2 separate regions of the Mus musculus genome follow, and region 1 is linked to region 2. A link is a contact called in public HiChIP or PLAC-seq data. All regions are on one chromosome and are shown on one strand. Each heading gives the region's core, a stretch centred on a gene start, on an enhancer-like site or on the middle of the called end of the contact. The rest is flanking DNA. Distances are from core to core; before and after follow the strand shown. Region 1 has its middle 29 kb from the start of Tmem218. Region 2 overlaps Pknox2 (Pbx/knotted 1 homeobox 2).

The links. HiChIP or PLAC-seq counts read pairs in DNA pulled down with a chosen protein or histone mark.
Region 1: an H3K4me3 HiChIP or PLAC-seq map of embryonic basal ganglia shows a contact between it and region 2, with 4 times the contacts expected there. The contact joins two enhancer-like sites. A contact is called at or near these places in 3 of 39 promoter capture datasets (embryonic stem cells, neural stem cells and pre-B cells), 4 of 15 datasets of contacts at CTCF or cohesin (embryonic stem cells, pro-B cells and stem cell-derived epiblast-like cells), 37 of 484 Hi-C or Micro-C datasets (the Ba/F3 cell line, the G1E-ER4 cell line, the Patski cell line and 8 more) and 8 of 115 datasets of contacts at active chromatin or transcription factors (bone marrow-derived dendritic cells, embryonic basal ganglia, embryonic stem cells and 1 more).

What each region holds. Positions count from the first base shown.
Region 1 is chr9:37,175,615-37,181,973 of GRCm38.p6, forward strand. No RefSeq gene overlaps it. Among named protein-coding and RNA genes, the nearest start is that of Tmem218, 29 kb to the right of the region's middle. Within about 2 kb of position 1,662, at least 47 of the 459 cell types and tissues checked have an H3K27ac peak or open chromatin away from gene starts, as enhancers often do. A contact at or near this core is called in embryonic basal ganglia and stem cell-derived epiblast-like cells, where this site is marked.
Region 2 is chr9:36,946,428-36,952,993 of GRCm38.p6, forward strand. The region is part of intron 5 of Pknox2 (Pbx/knotted 1 homeobox 2); the gene reads right to left. Among named protein-coding and RNA genes, the nearest start is that of Gm34652, 24 kb to the right of the region's middle. Within about 2 kb of position 4,419, at least 33 of the 459 cell types and tissues checked have an H3K27ac peak or open chromatin away from gene starts, as enhancers often do. A contact at or near this core is called in embryonic basal ganglia and stem cell-derived epiblast-like cells, where this site is marked.

The sequences.
Region 1 (6,359 bases), core at 412-2,911, 230 kb after region 2:
GTTTTAGGGGCTTTATGTGAATTAGCTCTTTTAATCCTCACATCAACATTATGGAGTAGATTCTATTAACTCCAGTTTATGGATGAGGAACCTGAAGCACCAGAGATTAAGTCACCTGCTCCGAGCTACTCAACTAACAGAGAAGCCAAGGTTAAACCCCTGGGGCAGCCTGGCAGTCTGACTTGGTGTTCATATATTCTGTGGTCAGAAGAGAGAAGTAGAGATGGAGGGAGGGAAGAAGAAAGAGAGGTGGGGAGGAAAGGAAGGAGGGAAGGGTAGAGGGATGGAAGAAGGAAAGGAGGGAAGGAGGGAAAGAGGAAGGGAGGGAAGGAGGGAGGGAGAGAAGGGGGAAGGATAGAGGGAGTGAGAGAGGAAGGGAAGGAGACAGGGAGACAGAGAAACAGAAAAACAGAGACTGAGGCTGGGTCTTGGCTAGGTGCCCCTGGCTAGTTTGAGTACAGTAGCCAGGATAAGAACTGTGAACTTTCTGATTCCAGATTCTGGGCTCCTACCCACTTGGAAGTGATGCCTTTTGAGGGACTGGTGAAGAAGCAGATGGCTTTTTATAGCTCCTCAGGAAGTAGATTAGAGAGGCCTGTCACGAGGTCCTTGGAGAATAAAGGAAATCAAGGAGGCCAGCCAAGCAGACTCTGTGGCCAAGTATTTATCATCCTGCATCACTTAGCTCTTACACATTCACTCATTCATCAGATGCTTATTCTGAGCCTTCTGTCTTGGGCACCGGGTTGAGAAAAGCAAGCAGAGGAAAGCAAGCGATTGCTAAGAAAGACCATGGTATACACCAGCCGTCTAAATGGCAGGGTTCATAAATAAATAAACAGAACAAATTATTAGAGTGTGACTACATCTATAGATCAATATATTTCTCTTCATCTACCTATAAGATCTTATAAAGAAGATAGCCTACCCCTGCCTGCAGAAATCTCTGCACCCATCACTCTAAAGGTGGTGCCCATAGAGCCAGGCAGAAAGGATGATGGGAGCATCCTGGGAGAGCAGGTGAGATCCTCTGAGCTTCCCAGAAAGAACATGATGGATGTCTGTACTCCTGGACCACAGATCCACAGCGTCAACACTGAAAGGCTTAGAACAGATGAGCAAACTGAGCAGGAACGGGCTGCTCCAGGAAGCATCACATCTCAAGGCCATGCACATTCGAGTCCTGTCGCCAACTCAGCCCTTTGTCTCCGACATGGCTTGTCCCAGGTTTACACAGGCAGCAGGTGGCTGATACTCTACAGCCAATAGTGCAAGAATCACTACAGCCTCCACACCAGACTTCTGGCCTTTGTGAGTACAGTTGCAAACAATGCAGAAGGAACAGGAAAGAGGAATAAGAGAAGTCACGAAGTTCGATGCAGTCTCTGGTTAGTACACCTGTAAAAATTCCAAATCTCCTTGACACCCCTCTCTCCAACCCACTTCCTAGCCACGAGTCTTACATACAGAAGCAATACAGATTGCTTCCCACAGTGACTTTCTCTCTCTCTCTTTCTCTGCTGCCTGCTCTACCAACTCCACACGTTGTCAACCACTATTTCATCTGCAGATCCTTTTCTCCACGGGTGTGGGATAAGCCCCACAAAGTCCCCCTCAAAGATCAAGGGGGTTGCAGTTCTACTACCAGCCAGCAGGGGACAGTCCTGCTTCGAGTCTCTGTCCTGCCCAACCAGCCCCAACCCCCAGCCCAGTCACAACTCCTTAGAGATGCAAATTGAGAGGCAGCCTTCCTAACCAGAGAGGGCTGCTAATTCTCCGACGAGTATGCAGATTTTCATCTTGCCTTTGCTTGGGTTTATTTGTTTTACTTTGCAATAAATTTAATACAGACTCCCTGAAGCAGAGAGGCAGATGGACTATAAACTCTGCATTTTGAGCAGCCGTACTTACTAGGTTAGTGTGTGTTTTGATCCCTGCTTAAATTATATCTATGAAATTTGACATGGATTTGGGTCTGGGGTTTGCTGGCTTGTTGGGGCCTCTGGAGCTGTTCTTGGGGAATTTACAAGGATTGATTTGATTACCGGAGCTTTAATTTCTCACAGAGGCTAACGAGGAGGCCGAGGAGCCTGGCTGGGCACTATGGGAAGATGGAAAAGCAAGAGAGTTGGGCTTCTATGCGATTCAGTGATGACGTCATTAGCACTGTATCACACGCCTCCTGCAAGGTCTGAAGCCAGACCCCATGGACCTATGTGGGATCCTTCTGCCTTCCTTGGAGGACATGTATGAGTAAAAGTCTTGGGGAACTTGGAGCCTAGGGGAGGAAAACTCAGATACACGCACGTAGGGGTAGATATAACTAAATATTGAGAACAGCACAAATTAACATTTCATATGACTGTACATTGGACTGAGTCGATAGGACAAAGGGAAAGAAATGTAACTGCCCCCTCCAGTGAGGGAAAATGTAACTGCCTCCTCGTGCCTCACACCAACGTTTACAGTCTCCTCCTGTCTCTGCTTCCTCCACGGATCACTGAAGAAAGACAGTGAGTGGAAGGAACCAGGAACAGTATAACCTGGATTCTTGGCTCAGCTTCACCGATTCCTTCTTTGTACAAATATTTGGGCAACATATTAAGCTTGCCCGGCTTCAGCTTCTCTGGCTGCACAGCAGAAATCACCTGGTTACCACGAGGAAGATAATGTTGATACGGATGTACAGGACTGGACTGTTAAAAGTGAGTCCTGGGCAGACCCTCCATGTTCCAGCTATGCAATCACCACGATTAGAGCCAGAAGGGCCTCCTCCAGAGGAGCACTGTGAGTGCAATTCCTAGGCCCTGTCAGGGAGTAGGACATTCCCTGGATGAGTTGGGTCCACCAGTCTAACAGCGTGTGATGGTCATCTGTCTTTCTAGGCTCACCTGTTTGCACAACTTGCCTGATAGCCAGAAGGAGAGGGTGGGCATCTGGGAAGCTTCTAAAAGAATCTAGAAGATTCCAGGGATTGCTCCAAAGAACTCTAAGGAGGTCTTGGATTGATGTGGCTGAAGGCAACAGTGCTATATAGACTTAGACACCTCCCCACACCCTCATTCACAGAACCCAGGCAGAGCCACAACTGAGAGAGGAGAGGAAAAGAGAAGGACCTGCCTTCTGCCTCTCTCCTCTGTGCCTGTGTGCCCTCCCTTCAGGTCAGAGGCATCAGGGAACGATGGGGCCCAAGAGGAACACGTTTGAAGAGTGAAAAGCAGAGAAGCAAAGATTTGGACGTAGTGGAGAAAGGAGACAAAGAGGAGAGGGCAGATAGGGCACAGGAGAAGGGGCAGTGGCATGTTGACACTTATTAAACTTTGGAGAGAGTCAGCTGCTAGAAGGGAGAGGGGAGAAAGGAAATGCCCAAGCTTCACAGAAAGGAAGGGGTGGGCACCCAGGATGGGGAGGCTGGGATTAAATGGAAATGAGGGGCTTGGTCACCATGGAGAAAGGAGCTGGAAGCTTTGGCAGCGGTTTGTCTGTTAGCAGGAAAGGCGGGGGATCAAAGAAGCTGCAGTGTGTCTATGCACACACAACCGGGTTGGAAAATGACTAGCTGGATTCCACCCAGAGCTGGGGATTGGGGGAGGGGAAGGAGTAACTGGGTGAATTCCTTCTAAAACAATTGTTCCCCCACACACTCCAGGCTGTGGCCCCAATAAGGCCTGAAACTAAAACTGTTCGTTCTGAAGATTTTGTTCAATTAAATGTGGTGTGGCTTTGTCCTACCAGCAGCACAGGTAGGTTGGGGTTTGGAAACCCAAGGCCTGTAGCGGAAACTGAGGAAGGAAATGGCAGCTGAGGGGGAGGAGAGAGGAAAGTCAGATGCCACAGCAAGGATAACACAACCAGGTGTCTTGGTTCTCACAGGCCCTGGTGAGGAGGGGAAGATAGCCATCAAGTGGAAGCTTCAGGGCCAAGGGAATTACTACCCGTTCTCTAGAACTGTGCAGGGCCAAAGCACCCTTAACTGCCTGCATCAGGTCTCTCCCTAATTTTTTGGGAAGGGGAGAATTGAAACAGGGATTTTGCTGCAAAGGTCAGGTTGGCCTTGAACCTGCGCTTGTCCCTATCTTACAGATTGCTGGGATTCTAGGCATGTGCCACTATACCTGACTCTAGCTCTCTTTCAGAGCACTCCTCCCTCGGGGGTAAGGGGCAGTGGGAGAACTCTGCTCTCCCTTCTAGACCCTGCTCCAGGTGCCCAGGCTGGATAAGGGATGGCTATTTAGGTAAGAGTAGAACCGAGTAGGAGTCATGCACCAGAAGGGGTGATGGATAGATCCAGGACCAAGGACCACAAGGTTTCCTGGAAAGCAGAGCAATGCTACAGACAGGAATTGGAATGAAGCGGTCTGGACTAGGACCTCCACTTGTATCCTGGCACTGGCCGGCATGTGGCAGCCCCGAAGGTGTACAGTCTAACTCGGGGCAGTGAGCATGGCAGAGGAAAGTAGAGAGAAACTGGCTTACAGTTCATCTTGTTCAATATTAGGAACTCGGTATTTATAAAATTTCTCTCATTGTTCACAAATTCACATCTGATTGGCTCCTCTCGCCCAAGGCTTAAGACCTAAGAGGACTACAACATGCTGAGGAGCCTTAACCACATTAGGATCAAATTGATAGTTTCCAGCTATAGATGGCATTGTAGGAAATAAATGAATAAGAAGAGTTTATTTGAAAAGGTTCTGTGCCACATGGGGAATGAGGCCATATTCATCTGTGCTGGTGACTGTTAGAGGGAGCCAGACTGTCCATAGGATCACAGCAACTCCCCCAGGGTAAAAGCATCATTCCTCTGAGCCTCCAGGGGCTAACAAAGGTCTAAACTGATAAGGAAGAATTTCTTTTCCCTAGGAGGCCATCTTGCTTCAGTCCTTCATGATGGGGGTGGGGGGGGTAAGAGTCAGAAGAGTATAACACTTGATTTTTTTTCTCAAGTACAGTAGAACCCCTCATCCAAAGAAAAAGTTCCAAGACCCCCTACCTCCTTCATGTCACTCCTGTGCCTTTGGGGACCAATTTAAATAAAATCAGGCTTGCTTGAAGACGAGGAGTGTGATGCGGCAGGCAGCCAAGGTCATGGTCCAGCCAAAGTGCTGAGGGCAGCTGTGTACCCAGGATGTACTGGACACGGGCAGGGATGGAGAAGGACCTGAGCTTTCAACACACTGCACAGAGCGCTGCACACAGTTCAGAACACAGACATCGGCTACCGCTGGAATTCTGCACTTGATATTTTCAGGCTGCCACTGACCTCAAGTAATCAAAAACCATAAGAAGCAAGAGCTTGGACAGGGGTCCTGCATGCTTCACTGGTCCCATGACGGGGAAATGTCCTTCCTCTCTCACCTAAAACTCCCAGACTCCTACTGGGGCACTTTAAAATCGCTGTCAGAATCCAACCTCTAAAACGCTACATTCCACGAAGAAGGTAAATACATACATACATACATACATACATACATACACACACACACACACGCACACACACATACTTACATCAACAATCGTCCTACATTAATTCTAACTCAGTTATAAGCACAGAAGCGGGAAAATAAAAGTCAATGATTGTCAAATGAAAACTGACAGAAAAGAGGACTTTTTAATCCAGAAAACTTTCACACTGTTATGACAAACAATAGAGTAAAATAAAATAAAATTAAAACAATAAAAAAGTATACCCAGCAGTGTCCTGTTAAATAATTGGATGAGATTCATCAGGGTAGCAACTGGCGCTGAGCGTTTTTTAATTTTCTCCCTGCTGGATATTCTCTTCTCACAGTATCAACAAATAGATTAACTGCTTGTCAGAGATGAGGCCCTAGCAGAGCAAAATTGAATTCTTTAGTATTTATTTTCGCTTTATGTCCCCTCCTCAAAGAGGAACATCTGACATTTTCCCCCCTCTCTTTTGACAGAAGCTCATGTTGTCACTTTGTAGCTCAGACTGACTAAAAACTCAGTGCATAGCCCAGGCTGGCCTCAGGTTCATCATAGCAATCCCCCAGCCTCAGCTTCCTGAGTGACAGGATGACTGGTATGAACCATCACGCCTGGCTGAGCACTTTTTCAAAAACCCCAAATCTAGAAATGCTTTCATTCTGCTCCTAAGGACTGGTTAATTGCATCATGCAAACAGCTCTTTCCATGATACTTTAATCCCTGTCTTTTCTTTTGAAGGCAATGAACTTCAAATAGGCAAACGGCAGAGGCAGACCTAGTGCTTGCATTGTGTATTTGTAGCAAGTAAAGACAAATGGAGCCATAGCGCTTTGAGCAAGCAAGAATTTTGCGGAAGTTCAAATACTAGGAGTGGTGGGGGTAAGAGAGGCAAGGCATTCCATGTAATA
Region 2 (6,566 bases), core at 3,169-5,668:
AAAACCCTTTCCAAAGAGGGTCAGTGATTTTGCCCAGTGATAGAGTTAGAAGCCCAAAGCCTTAGTCTATGTTCTTTCCACATGACTATGAAAATGAACCAATGTCTAAGAAATGCAGAGTGCTGCTAGTTAATGGAGGAGTGGGTTGGGTTGGCTGACTGGTAAGAAGCCTTTGGAGACAGAAGTCCTAAAGCCCCAGGATGCTCTTCTCCCACTCCACTCACCTCATCTGCACTACTAGGGAGACCCAGTACTGACGACTTTGTAAGGAGGGACAATGGAGTATGCATCTCAGTTGTAGACTCTTGTCATTGAGGTCTCCGTGTACCAAGCAGTGCATAACCTTGTGAGGATACGTTTTTGGGCTTCTAGATTCCTGGATCTCTTATCAGTAAGTTATGACCAGGTGGGGTGTGAACACAGTCTCTGGACAATGCAGCTCTACCTAGACTAGGACTGATTGGTGGAAACACAGCATTTGCCACCTCTGGGCATACATACTGCTCTAGAACAAGGTAGCTGCAATCCCCTGGCCTTCCAATAACCTGTGGAAAAGCTAAGCTTGAGCCGAGAGCCTTCAGATGCCAGTGGCAAGGGGATAGAGTGTGCTCTCCTTGGAACTAGAGAAACAAGAGTATGATATCACTTCTCAGATAATGGCCCCAGTAGGCTGGAACCCTTGGTGGCGGCCGTTAGCTAAGATGTTACTTCCCATGCCAGCAGATCCAGCTGCTCCCGAGAGCATGCAATGGTCACTAAAGTTTCTAGTTCACAAAGCCTTGCCAAGGACACAGCCTGGAACATCTGTTCCCTGTATCTAATACTTCAGAAGCCTTGGCCCAGAGCTCTGGTCCCAATTCTTCCTTGGAATGTCTCCATCTCTCTCATGCTATCCTCAGGCCACCTTACCCAACACATTCCGTAAGTGACCAAGTATAGTGCCAGTGAAGACAAAGAGTAAAGCCCTAGGGTCACTTACTTGTAGCCAGAACACTCTTTGGTCACAGGGTGGACAAATTCCCTCAGTGACGCATAGTTAGGAAGTGGCAGTTCCCAGGGTGCTGGCCAGGAAGCTGCTGCAGAGGACAGTCACAACAGTACCCCTGCCACTTGTCTAGCCTGATCCTAGGGACACTGACTTCCTAGCATCTCTCAGCCTAGCCCCTAAAAGGGCAACTTTACTGCCACTCTCTCAGGGTTTGCCTCCCTTGGGAAAATTTGACTCTCCCACACAGGGCAGATGCCTTAAGTCAGATATTTGGATACTTTTTTAGATCCCTTATTATGTGCCAAATATATATTTCAGTTACTCTTTATGTCCATTTCCTTCTCCCCCTCTCCCTCCCCCTCCCCCTGCCCTGCCTGCACATTTCTTCATTGAGCAATGCCTTCAGGACTTAATATAATGCTCTACATGCACACAGTACACTGAATAAATGCTTCGTTGAGTAGCACTGTGAAAACCACTTGGTTAGGAGCTCGCTCCCATCACCAGAGCCCTGCCCTTTGCTCCTTAGACCTGATGACCCTGCTTGCTTCAATTTCCCAAAACGTTCAACAGCAGCTGACACCCACAGAGAATGCTTACCATCAGCCAGGTGTGCACATGTGGTGTGTGCCTGCACACGTGTGTGGGAGCATACTTGCCCATGCAGAAGAGAGCCAGAGGTTAATGTCAGATGTCTTCTGCTTTCATTCCCACCTTATTTTTGAGATGGGTGCTTGCCCAAACACCCCCATCACTGCCATTACAAATAAGCACTTGCCCTGCCCTGTTTTGTTTGTTTTTAGAGATCCAAACTCAGATATCCATGTTCCAGCTGCAAGCACTTGAGCCTCTCCCCAGCACCTGCCCCCACCCAGGTTCTTTACTAAGCCTTTGCCTGTGCAATCTAATCCTCTAGGCAGTCCTGATGAAGATACAGTGTTACGCTCACTCACATTTAGAGAGGAGGAAGCTGGGACATAGAAACACTGAGTGCCCAGTTGCGGAGCCAGCGCGTGTACTATGCAGCTGCCAAGGCTGCTATCCTAATTCCGAGACCTACATCACTGAGTGTTTCAGACTGAGTAGGCCAAAGCCACACAAGATGGGCCTATGCTTAAGACCTCCAGGCCACTCAACACACTGCTGTAGGCACTGGGCATTACCTAATGTTATGTAACTTTATCCTGGGTATTAGTGTTTTCTTTTCTACAGTTGAGAAAATGGAGGCTCTGAGAGATTAACTCGCCCAAGGTGACAAAGTTAGTTATCACCACGTCTATTTCTAGAACATTATTCTACTTCCCCTGCCTAGCATGGGTTGCTAAGCTGAATTTGCACCTCCAGCTAAAAGGACTGTCGGGATCAAGCCTCAGGATTCTGTGACCTTCAAGATGCTCTCCTGGGAGTGATCTGACCGATACTCAGATACTTGCTGTCCTGTTTCCTCCCTTCCCCCACAGGTATGGATTTGAGAGGAACCCAGTCTGGATGCAACGGGAATGGGTGTAATATACATAGCACTTTAGGAATTCACCTTGGTTTGTTGAGTGACAGTTGGACTTAGTATGAGATCTCAGGGGGTGGGACACACCAGTGTTGAGGCTCTCTGCTGAGTAGTTCATGGGAACTGGGGGACTGGTTTAAGTCTTCGGTGTGCAGTATGCAAAAAACACCAAGAAAACAGTGGGGGAAAGGGTTTAAAGCAGGGCTTCTGGAATTGCCATAAAGGAGTTCTCTCACTGGTAAGCCAGCAAAGGTTCCTGGACCAGGGCGGATGCTGAGAGTGAGCTTGCGCAAGCAGAGAGAAACAGTACTGAGTAGAATCCCCAAAGCAGAAAACTCTTGGCCTTGGCATTCAGGTGTGGAGCACCATGGCGCTTACACACGTATCCAGCTCTTACTCCACCCTCAGCACTTTCTGAAGTATTTAAGTCATTAAAGAGAGAACATTTCAAGTTAAGATCCCAGAGTTAGACCCGAAGGGACAGACCGGGGAGAGGATGAGCAAGGCCATTGAAAGCTAATGAATCTGCACACAGGATCATCTCCCTCCCTCTATCAGCAATAGAGACTGTGTGCCTGTGACATGGATCTTCGAATTTGGATTGTACTGAGTCCTGTCTGTGTATTTCTTTCCAATTCTTCAGTAGCAGTTTTGAGTGGGTCATGGAAGGTACATTTACAAAACAGAAATTGGCAAATGTTATGAACCATGCTCCTCGATTGTTCCATCCCCTACCAATTGCCAGCATCTCAAACTAGGGCCACAGTGTATTTATGGGGTACTGTCTAACCTATTTAATTAATCCCCTCGACAAGCAATTCAACACCCTCTTTTTTTGTTGTTTGTTTGTTTTGTTTGTTTGTTTTTTGATTTTCGAAATAGGGTTTCTCTGTGTAGCCCTGGCTGTCCTGGAACTCACTTTGTAGACCAGGGTGGCCTCAAACTCAGAAATCTGCCTGTCTCTGCCTCCCAAGTGCTGGGATTAATGGCGTGCACCACCATTGCCTGTCTCAGCACCCTCTTTGCCTATGCTGCTAAGGCTGACTTGTGTAACTTGCTGAGGACAGAGCAATGAGCAGGATAGACAGAAACCCAACTCTGTCCCCATGGAGTTAACAGTCCAGCGAGTGGAAGGCACAGAAATGTTAATCCAGGTGTTAATCCAATTAATTTATCGAGTAATGGAGTAATGGCACAAAGAAATACGGTTAGAGATCCTCCACCCGATTCTGCAGCTGACCCCTAGTGCTTTTTAATGGGGAAGCAAAGCATAGTTGGTTTTACTATTTTTTGGCTATTCAGACCTCCAGCCCACATTTCTTTATCGTAGGTAACTTCAGCACCAACAGAGGGGGGGGGGTCAGAACTCTCAGAGAGGTTCTTGCAGTCATAGGAGAGACAGCCAGTACCTTAGCTGAGCATGCTCTGCAAAGTCACTCTCCCTCCCCCACTCGCCCTCCTCCCCACCTCGCACCTGGCCAGCCTAGCTCCCTGCCACTCTTCTGCTCCCCAGGACATCACGGTTTCCATGGGAACCCACACACTTCAAAGGGGAATGAAGGAGTCTGGAGGGGGAGGAAGGGGAGTGAAAGCTGGATTAACCTCACCCTCTTGGCCCCATCTCAGCTCTGCATCCTAATCCCTCGGTCTCTAACTGCACCTGACACCTGACCACTGTTCAGCAGCGTGGCAGGTGGGGTGTGGCAGTCCAAGTTACATCTGAACTTCCCTGGAAGGAAACAGCAGAGTTGAGGTGGGGGCTGAGAAAAGTGAGGACCATCCAAACCTAAACCTCCTACTCCACAGGCCTCCCCTCCTCCGATCCCCTCTCATCATTGCTCCTGGGCCACAAACACAATTACGCGGGATGTGCATCCAATCATGGGATCTGCTTGGATTAGACTGAAATCATTAATCTGAGCCGGAGCTCCTGGTTGCTTTGCTGATTAGCCCAGATGATGCACCGGTATGATCCAATTAAAGATGGGCTCTGCTCGTCCCTTCCCCCAGCTTCCAGATCAGAAGGGAACCAATACATTTCATTAACACGTCCTTATACACAAATAAAACCTTAGGGGCACTGGCAGGCTTTGTCATACTGTCCCTCTGCCTGCCGGCAGGGCAGGGGTGGGGGGAGCTTCCCCCATCTTTTCCCATCTATAGTCCTGGAAGGGGCCACCGGGAAGACTTCCAAAAAAGTAGTGCTGGGCACTAATATGAATGGAAGGGTCTTGTTACATTTATTGACATAGAATGTGGACTCCCTAATGTGCTTTGGAACAACCAAACTGCCCAAGGCAGGCAAATCTAATTAAAATGACTGACCCTACAGGAGACTGGGTGTCCAAGCAATGGCTGCAGAGAGGGCTGCTGATACTAATAGGAGAGGTGTGAATATAGGAGATAACTCTGGGGGCTCTGGGCCTAGAGGCAGTAGGGCCAGAGAGCTAGGCAATGGTATAAGCGTTAGCTCCAACCTAGCTGCAAGGAGCCACACAGCCATGTTTGCCTAGGAGTCTCTGTATTGGGTCAGATGGTCACAAGTCCGCCTTGGGCAAGTGCTTTTGTTGGGTTATCCCAGGGGAAGATAGGGGATGAGCTGGAAGAAGCATTAATTAAAGGACTATCTGAGTCATACTTCACACGACACGGTGGACAGGACTCATGGGTCACCCCTCCTGTGGACTGGTCTCGTGCGTCAACTCTCCTAAAGCTTGGCTTGGGTACAGCATGAGCCTGGCATCCTGGGAAGGATGCTGGAGCCCAGGAATCTTGCTGTGATGGTCTTTTGGAGTGCAGCTCTGCTTTACATCAGCCACGGTGCCAGGGGTTTACATAGGCTGCTTCATTAACCCCTCTTAAATATGCTTCCTGAGTCTATCATAAACCTTCAGGCTCAGTGAGAGGGAGGATCCCGCTTGCATTTCCAGAAACTTTATTTCTAGCAGATACCATGACTGGATGCACAGTGGTGATTGTGTTTGTGGCCTAGGGGCAATAATGAGAGAGGTCAGAGGAAGGAGGACCGGTGAGGTGGGAACTGGGGGTTTGTATAAATTTGCTCAGTCTTCTCAGCCCTCCACCTTAAGCACCATGCTTTCTCCCAAAGAGCATCCTTTTTAAAAATTGTACTGTTGTCTGTGTATGAGTGTTTTGCCTGAATGCATGCTTGTGTATCACAAAGCCAGAAGAGGGCATTGGATCAACTGGAACTGGAGTTAAAGACTGTTGTGAGCTGTCATGTGGGTGCTGGGAATCAAACCCGCATCCTCTGGCAGAGCAGTCAGTTCTTTGAACTCTCTAGGCCCAAAGATCGTCTTAATGAAAGGCACCCTCTGTGATCTATGCTCACCACACCCACCACCCCTAAGGGTCTGAAGAGATGCCTGAGAACACCCTTTAACGTGCATATGAGTCACCCAGGACCGTGTGAATTTCATATATAGAATCCGGAGGTTGGACTTCAAGATGTTGCCTTTCTTATCAGCTCTAATCTAGTCCTACGATGTGATGCTGCTGGCCCGTGGACCACATGTGGAATAGTAGTTGTCTAGTCAGGCAGTGGTGGTGCACGCCTGTAATCCCAACACTTGGGAGGCAGAGGCAGGCGGGTTTTTGAGTTCAAGGCCAGCCTGGTCTACAGAGTGACTTCCAGGACAGCCAGGGCTATACAAAGAAACCCTGAATCGAAACAACAACAACAACAACAACAACAACAACAACAACAAAACCTAGTATTTGTCTAAATTGAACACTATGAGCCATCAGGCCATGAGGGTAGCTTGCAGAGGTCATTTTCTTTCCTCTCCCTTCTCAAGCTGCTCACAGAGGCTCACACTTACATGAGGTATCCAGGCTCATTTATAGGCAGCTGTGTAATCACTCTTTCCAGACCAAGCTGCTCTGGCTACTACCTGATCCTATAACACAGCAATTTCTGTTTTACCTCAAAGGGCTAGCCTGCCTTCTTCTCCACATGGTGGAGTCCCTTGCTCAGCCAGTAAGACCAGGCACAAACACTGCCTCCAAAAGGAAACCTGCCCATTTCTCTGAGTACACAGTGGTGCCTTCTTA